2 separate regions of the Callithrix jacchus genome follow, and region 2 is linked to region 1. The links are chromatin contacts, called in public Hi-C maps. All regions are on one chromosome and are shown on one strand. Each heading gives the region's core, a stretch centred on a gene start, on an enhancer-like site or on the middle of the called end of the contact. The rest is flanking DNA. Distances are from core to core; before and after follow the strand shown.

Region 1 (4,270 bases), core at 1,186-3,685:
ATAGCTAGTGACAGAGCCAGTGACACTTTTCAGCGAGTGCTAAGGGTGATCCAGTAAATTATCCCTGCTTTTAATAACTTTTCAGAGGCATCACTGAAGATGAACTGTCTGAGGCCAGGGGACTGCAAATTTCTGTAAAGGGTCACATAGTAAATATTGTAGGCTTCTGGGTCATACATACAGTCTCTGTTGCAACTAGTCAACTCTAGTAGGACAGCAAGCGTAAGCAATATGTTAACGAATGGGTATGGCTATGTTCCAATAAAACTTTATTGACAGAAATAGCCAGCCAGAGGGCCACAGTTTGCCAAACTATGCCAGCTTCTTTTAGACTTCTGACAAGTACCTTGATGTGAAATGAGAGATAGGCTTTGCATCTGGTAGAAACATTCTTCTGTCTCTTTATATTAATACATTTTATTTTCTTAAGGAGAAGCATCAGTTAATGTCCCTGAACAAACCCTGCCTCCTTACCAAATAGTACCATATTTTATACTTTGCATCAAAATCGTTTACTACTTTGTAGTAAACGATTCTTGTTGCTATTCTCTCCATCAACCTAGAAAAACAAGTCAATACCAGCAAGGCCTCTGCTGTTTGCCACCCATGGGTGATGCCAGGGTACACCCTCAGTACGAAAGAAAAGATCTCACTGTTTAATGAGGGCTTCTTGCTTTATCAGTCAGCTCTAAGAGTAAGATGTTAACTTGCCACAAAAGAAAGAGTAGAGGTCAGCTAAAAACCCAAGAAGAGTGAGCATAAAGCTCCATAATTAAAAAATAAAAGGCGGTAAAGGCTCCAGATGTTCTTCCTTCCACACGGTAGGCAGATAGGGAACTTGGCATACTGAGCGGCTAACCTAATGTTCCCTCTCCACTGCCATGTTCTACAAGAGGCCTTTGATGGTTGTTAAATATAACGCTAAGTTGCTGAGCTATTTTAATTGTAAAAGGGGGAAGTACAAAGGGTCAGACTCTGAGTTCAAATGTGCCCATGGGGAATGTGTACATTCCAATATTCTTTACATCTCCATAACTGACATCAGGAGAGAAGAGGGCAAACGCTGGGGAAATGTTATGAATAAAAATGTCCCACATATTCTACAATGCTGTCCATTTCAGGATTTCGAACCCTTTTTCTTTCCCTGCAGATCATCCTTCCTGAGCATTAAGAACACAAAAGACTATGCTTATTTAGTAAAGGAAAGTACATTCTCTGCAAGAGTTTTCTTTATTGCTTATTCTCTCAAGTGAACACATAGAGTTTAAGATCTTTCAACTGGTCCTGCAAAGATAATACTTCCTATGAAACTGATTCAATGGGGCTTCTAGATAAGATTTTAATTTTTAAGGGGCTGTGGAAACGGGGACTAAAACGATTTTTCCATGTAGATTCTGTACTCTGTAATGTTATATTAAGGCAAATATCCTGTGAAAGTTTATGTTGTCATCATTTTTCACTGCCAAATTTTAGGCTGTTGGATCTAAAGTTCTGGTGAAATCTATAATTTATGTAGCGTCTTGAAATCATACATCACTCCAGTTTCAGTCTGCATCGCCTCCCACCCCTTTCTGAGTGTTTCCTGGGCAGCCAGGCTCTCTCTCAATGTGTTTGCTTTATTTCATACTCACAACCTGAATGAGGTATTTACGATTTTCGTATTAGAAACGAGGAAACAGAGGCAGACAGGATGAGCAGCATGGACAAGATCACAAGATCATGCCCTAGTTAGTAAGTGGGGAGTCTGAAATTTAAGCTCAGGCAGCCTTCCTTTAGGGCTTGTGCTTTTTTTAAACATTATACTTTTCTGACATTCTTCATACAAATATTAAATTGGTAATCAAAACAGACTTCCCAATTAAAAAGCCTATATGAATGATTACGGGGCATTACAAAACCTACTACTTAGAAATGTGGTTTATCAAATGAAAAGTAGAAGACAAATCTAGGGGGTTTCCAATGTGTCAAGGAGCTCCATTCCTTCTATTGTATAATGAGCAAAGGGGAGGGAAATCAGTTTTCCATTGAGTTCCTACAATGAGCTAGGTATGGTTCTGTGGGCTTCACATGCTCTACCTTAATGTTCCTAAGAATTGTCAAAAGGAGATATTTAGCCACATTTTATAGTTGAGGAAACTAGAGTTCAGTGAGGTCATGTATGGCTTGGAAGAGGCAGACCTCTGGGGTTTAGAATTCAGTTCTGCCCCGCTCGAAACCCCAAGCTTGTAACATAAAAGAGTAGATCTCTCAGGTTTGTGTATAAAATGAATGGAGTCTTAAATTTGCAGTGATAATGGGCCAACTATCTATATAATTAGGTCAGAAGCACCACTGTTAAAAGGAGAATGAGGTTTGAACTCCTTGGTGTCTAGAGAGCTGCTTACCCCTCTTCCTCATCTGTGTAGAAACAGAAACAGAAGGAAGACACAGAGGGGTGCATGAACCAGGTCCAGAGTAACCCAGACTCCGTGCTTCATAGCAAAGGCTCCAAGTGAAGCCAGGCTGCCACCTGCTGAACTCCATCCTGAATCTCAGTGGGCTGCCCGAACGCTGCTCCAGGGGAGGCCGGGTACTTAGTAAGAAGTGAACAAGAGAACAGAGGCTTCTTTTCTTGTTCCAGCTTGATACATTTTTTTTCTGGTTAACATAAATGACCTCTTTAGGGTATTATTCTGTTTCTGGGTAGGACTAAATCAAGTTCCTTTCTATATGTTTTTTTTTTACCCAAAGCATTCTCAGTATTTCAATCTATTGAATCATGACAGTGCAGATGGTAGTGGCAAGGAAAGTAGTCTTCAGGTTGGCTAAGAAAGCCCGACCTTCTGATCGTGACAGTTAATTACTAGATCTGCTTTTCCTGACCTGAACACTATACACCTGTTGAGTACCCTAAGGGCTTTGGGGTTTCCAAAATGATTGAGGAGGTGCTAATGAAATAATCAACATTTAACATTTTCCATGAACCAACACCTGTTTGATATTAACCACGTCCTTCCAGGGGATTGAGTTATAACTAATCCAGCCTTCAACTGGGACAATAAGATGTGCTGAACGAGCAATATAAAAGCTAGAGTTCTCATCTTGGTTTGGTTGCTACCTTGCTAGGTGACCCTCAGTTTCTTTCTTAGTAAAGCAAGAATGATAATCCCTGGGAACAGTCCTAAAGACCACATGAGAGGAAAAATATTGAAAATAATGAAAACATTCTATTTGTGAAATATCAAAACTCTGTTTATCATCTAAATGAACACACTGCCCACCATAGTTCTGCTTTTGTGTTCCTTTTAGAATATAAACCACCTGCTATACCCTTCTGCCCTTCAGAAAAATGCTTATGGGATATAAAAAATCATTTGCCATCTATCAATGTAGGCCTTTTATTAGGGTGCTATGCCAAGAAGATTTCTCATGTATAGATCGCTCTATGAAAGGCCTGGGCCTCAGGTCACTGCTTTAAAATGATTCCAGAAAAAAAAATGGCAGGATTTGGGCTGAACACAATCATGGGATCTTCAAAGAGTTGGTAGTTTCCTCTTCACACGACTCTTGCTGCCTTTGGGGAGCCATGTAATTCTCTCTCCCTTGGAAAATATGATCTTGCAAAGCTAGTCTTCAGTTCTCATGGAGGGAGTACAACATTTTGATGGTGACAGGCAAATCACTTGACTTATTTTTCCAATCATGAACACAACAAACCCAGTGGGTCCCACTCTAAGAGCTTTGCTGTGTGGAGCTGCATGAAGTTCGTGCTTAGTTAGAAATGGTCTGTTCCAGGCACTGTTGAAAAGAAACAGTCACATGGGTCTTGGTCATAAAGTCAAACAGCTCACTGTCCCCTAAAATGCTGCTTCCAGTTCAGCAGATGATCAGATGGTCACTAGCTTATAATCTCTCTACTGTCGTGTTTCATGAGAAAAGACCACGTAAAGACACACATGCCTTTTTCATGACTGTCCTCATCTCAGATGTGGCTTGTTCATTCTGCAGGTATTTTACATCTGTCTGTTAGTGCCATCAGACAAGCTTGTCATACTTCATACCTACTGATCTTTTTGCTTAAGTGGTCTTGCTAGACCCACTGGAAGCAGCCAAGGTGTGACTATAATCCAAGATTCTGAAAAGAGCCAAGCCATTAGACCAGTCCCTAGGAGCTGACTACACCATGACATTCATCTGTTCACCACTGAACACCAGTGGTGGAAGGATGATCCATCTCTTTGTAAAGATTCTGTTGGGCAGCACCGTTGTGGGGATGGGGTAAAGGCGTCAC
Region 2 (4,569 bases), core at 1,472-3,971, 160 kb after region 1:
GATGCAACATTTGGCAAATATAGCCTTTATTCTTAAATCAGAATTCACCATTTAATTACACCAACAGAAATTAAAACTGGGCCAAGTGGGGTCAACTCGGGGTCTTTAAAAAATATCCCAATTTCAATACCGCCCCCGCCCCCGCCCCCCACACACAAAAAAAGTGACCACAAAATATCCCATAAAACACTGAATACTTTCCTCCTGGACTTAGTCAGATGTCTATTAGGCACCAGTTCTCTTCTGGATATTTAATCCTTCCCTTTTCCAGATCACAGGCCATGTTGAAGTAATAAATTTGAAAAGCAAATAATAAGAAATCAGGAGGGGGAGGGGGAGGAAGACAGCTGCGCAGGAAAGTTGGGTCGGGGGAGGGGGCTGAGCCAGACCTTGGGAGGGGGGAAAGAGCTCAACCTGTTGGTAGGTTGCAGGATTTTTCACAGTATTTCCAAACAACACCTTTTTAAAATTGCAGGCGGACGTCGGGAAATAGGAACATTTAAAAAGCAAAGCTGACGGGGGAGGGCGGAAGGGGGAGGTGAGCGCGGAGGTGGGAGGGGCTTATTTCCGAAAAGGCAGATTCGAGGGCGAACGTTTTGACGAAGTCCAGTAATTAACCGGCGTAGACCACTGACGGGTAATTCTATCCTGGGGAGAGGGAGTGAACAGGCGATGCCAAAAGTACTGTCAACTCCATCAGACCACGGAATTCTGGAAGGACTGGCAGCTCCGAGCCCCGGGATGAGTTAAACGGGAAACCATTCATTTAACAAAAAGATCCTTAGATCCTTACACCTACCTCGAAAGCTCGAGAGCCTGGCACAGCACTAGCTGCCCTCAAAAGTCTGTTTGATTGCCCTGCTCTCGCTCTGGCAACACAAAGCCTCGCCAGGCGGCCGTGCGCCCTCCCTCCCTGCTGAGACGTGGGCACAGACGCCCCAAAACCCCAAAATAGTTCCCCCCGATAGGTACCGCGGCGCTGAGGTCGGTCAGCTGACGAGGGGAGCCCGCAGAAATGCGGTCACACATGAAATGACAGAGCCGAAGGGAGGCGGCCGCCCTGGCGCCCGGTGACAGAGGGCTCACCTCCGGCGTCCTCCCGGGAGCGCGGCGAGCGCCCCCGCGGCCGCCCAGAAACGTGCCGGGGAGGCTCTGTCCCTCCCCGCCCTCCCCGGGAGCTCCGTCTGGGCACGGAGAACGCCGGACCCGCAGGGCCAGTGGGCGAGCACACACCCCTCTGCCCTCCCCTCCCCCGCCCCCGTCCCACACACCCCCGAAGATCGCGCAGGAAGACGTCCACTTTTCGTGGAGTAATTGCAAACTAGAACATCAAATGGCTTGTCCGCGGGGAGGGGGAGTGGGCTAGAGATAGTTGTTAATGCTTAACGTGTTTGTGCCTGTTACACCACCGCTTTGAAATCCGCCCGGGCAGATCTGCAAGTTATTTGAATGTATTATTCCAGTACCTGTCATTTATCACTTTATTCAACACGTCTTTGCCAACTCAATAGCTTTTGATCTCATTCTGCCTCCATTTCGTAATTTCCGCCCTCTTAAACATATCAAATACTTACTTTAAAAAAAAGAGAGAACAATATCGAAACCCACCGAAAGAAATCCACCCAGACACGACCGAGCGAGACACGAAGGTAAATTTTCAAAAGGCAAAAAATATAAAAAGCATGTGATGTTCAAGAGGCAATAGCAGGAGAGCAAATGAACACACACACACACACACACACACACAATCCTTGAACAAAACCCTTCTCGAACAAGTTATTTGATCTTGACTAAAATCAGCAGTTGGATCCTCTTTGTAAAGCTGACAGCCAAACTCTGACAATGGTAAAATACTCGAGCCCCAGCTAGTGGCGCTACCCCTTTAAAAAAGGAGTCGATCCTGCTCGCCTGCAGAAGTGAATACAGTATTTTCAAGCTTGCCCTGTAATAAGCATTACTAGGGGGAAAAATAATAAAGAAAGAAAGAGGGACAGACAGGTTTACCACCTCGCCATGGTCGCTATTTCTGCCCTGGGGAGTGTCTTCTGGGAGGAAATAAAGTTTAGAGCTGGATAAAAGTTGCCGGCTGGTCCTCTCTTCCCACAACAGCTGGAGCTCCGCTATGCAAATCGGATCCTTTGGCGTACATCTTACAAAGAAAAAGTCGCCAAGGGACAAAATTCTTGGTTTGCCTTCAAGGTGGAATTGAAAAGCCTTGTAGAAAATGTAAGGTCCGTGCAAGCCACACGGTGAGCCGACCCACTGCAGGGGGGAAAAAACACCAAATAAATAATGTAGCCATCAGAGCACAAACATCTATTCCCAGACACATTTACACACAGACATCCACTCTCTTAATACAGACGATCCAACAGATATAACGCTGGGTGGAAAAATAATAGCACCCACAAATTTTCTGCCTCCCTTAAAAAAAAAAAAAAAAACTCAGCCCCCCCCCCCACCGCCACTTCTCCCCACCTCCCCATCTGAGGCGGTAAAATTACATTTTGTATGTATGATCAGTGCAGGGATTTTTTTAAACAATAAAAATGATTTGGGAGGATGCAGGGGGTAAAAGTTTGGTGAAAAGTTTGTGGGGGGTGTGGGTGGGTGCAGAGGTGTGGGTGAGCTGGGGGGTTGGGGGGTGCTGGGGGGTGCCGGGATCGGAGGAGCGGAGGAGAGCGAAATACCTGGAGTGAGTTGGGCTCCATCTCGACGTTCTGAATTGATTGAACTCAACATTCTCTCCAAACTTGTTGGCTTGAATGGATTGCATCAGGTCCTGGCAGGGAAACGCATTCTCTGCCTCCAGCCGGCGTAATGTCTCAATATAAAACTGAGCTCTTGCCTCCCTTTGGGCACCGAAATGATTGAAAATATGTCCTAATATTTCTATAACAACTCAATTTTCAGCTCCTGAAAAAACTATCTGGGTTTCCTTCCAAATATGGATTGATCAAATTCATAATCGAGAGAAAGGCGCCGTACGATCTCGGCGGGAAGAGGATGGATCAAGGCAAAAAACACATAGGAAGATTTGTAAAAATAAAAAGCACCCTAAAAAGTGTGTGAAGATGTGATTTCTCTCTCTCTAACCGCCCCTGTCTAGGGATATCGTCTGATGAGATTTTTGGAGAAGAGGAGGGCTAGCGAGCTTCGCTGTGCATCTGACAGGACCTGCTTGTATATGTCTAATATAAAGAACATTTCCTGCAGAGATTCCGGGGCGCTGCTCCTCTTTCTAATGCTCCTTAGCAGATTTGCTGTTATTAGACATGTAGATTTGTTTGATAGTTAAATTACGCTTCCTCACTGCCATGTTTTCGAGAACTAATCTGTTAAATTATCTTTTGATGCCTATTTACATGGAAGGGAAAAGTGGGTTATCGATTATATAAACATATAAATATTAATGCATTTGTTCGCTTCGCAAAAAAAAAATACTCAGAAAAAAAAAAAGACAAGTGAGCAGTGCACACACATCTTAGGATTTTGCAAACAATATTGAACGGACAGCGACTGCATTTAGGGACTGGAACAATAAACGATGCATGATAAATCAATAAATACGAGCAGCGAGTCTGCTCAGAATATGAATTCAGGCTCCCGGTTCTGCGTGTGCATTCTTTAATTTTGAAGTATATACACTAGTACGTGTTTACAATGCTGATGGACGCCAAGGGCGCTCTCAAATGATAATGTGTTTATATAACCCAGCGCTACAGGAATAATATACCGACTCCTACCCCACCCCCACCCCCTCCCCCGCCAAAAAAGGGAGGGGAGCTTCCTCAATAATAGTTTGAAACTGAAAAAATCCATTTGCAAACTAGTTAAATACAACCAGAAATTAAGCTGTTGAAAACCGGGGGCATGAACCGTAAGACAATAAAGGCTTTAAATGTGTATATTTATTGTTCTGGAGCCCTGGAGCATTGCGAGGTTTGCATGCACGGCTATTATGCAAACACAGAGAAACTTAAGAGCGACAGAACAAGGAACAGGCAGAGACTGCAAAGCCTTCGCTCGCTCCGACCCAGCTGCCGGTCCTCCGCCAGGCTAGATTGCATTTTCGCAGTGTTGATTTAAAATGGTGTACTTGCTTCCCCCACGTTCTCCCACCCCCTTCCCCGCTCTCCTCCCACTCCTTCCAGCACACCCCCACTCCAGCTTTTATTATATTGGCACCAATCTTTCCAAAGTGGGTCTGGCATGCTAAAAAAGTAAACATGTACTATATGGGGAATAAGGTCTGTATAGTATGACAGTTGAAACTTGATCTGTGATAAAATTACAGGATGTTGAAATTACTAGTAAGCTATTTTTAACGCTTTCGCAACGTTTCACCTCTAGTCACAGCATCTAGTTGAAACAGGATTACTTTAATGAAAATTATATTCACATGGCTGAAGTTAATACACCCGGCAGAGCACAAATGCCTCATATTCAGTGACTTGAGGTGGAAAGACCCTCAGTGTGTATTTTTATGCCTTTTCATAACGTCTGCGTCCGCTGCAGTAAGAATTAGGGCACTTAACATTATCTAAACCACATTTTTTTGATTCAGAA

The links. A called contact is a pair of places that touch in the nucleus more often than the background predicts.
Region 2: a contact with region 1 is called in a Hi-C map of skeletal muscle, with 3 times the contacts expected there. The contact joins the promoter of ARID5B here to the enhancer-like site in region 1. A contact is called at or near these places in 2 of 3 Hi-C or Micro-C datasets (both in skeletal muscle).

What each region holds. Positions count from the first base shown.
Region 1 is chr12:68,397,841-68,402,110 of calJac240_pri, forward strand. The region is part of intron 4 of ARID5B (AT-rich interaction domain 5B); the gene reads right to left. Among named protein-coding and RNA genes, the nearest start is that of ARID5B, 160 kb to the right of the region's middle. Within about 2 kb of position 2,436, at least 1 of the 16 cell types and tissues checked has an H3K27ac peak or open chromatin away from gene starts, as enhancers often do. A contact at or near this core is called in skeletal muscle, where this site is marked.
Region 2 is chr12:68,555,478-68,560,046 of calJac240_pri, forward strand. ARID5B (AT-rich interaction domain 5B) reads right to left here and starts at 2,722. Exons shown (of 9, transcript XM_035268289.3): 1 at 2,691-2,722; 2 at 2,008-2,262. The coding sequence starts at 2,711.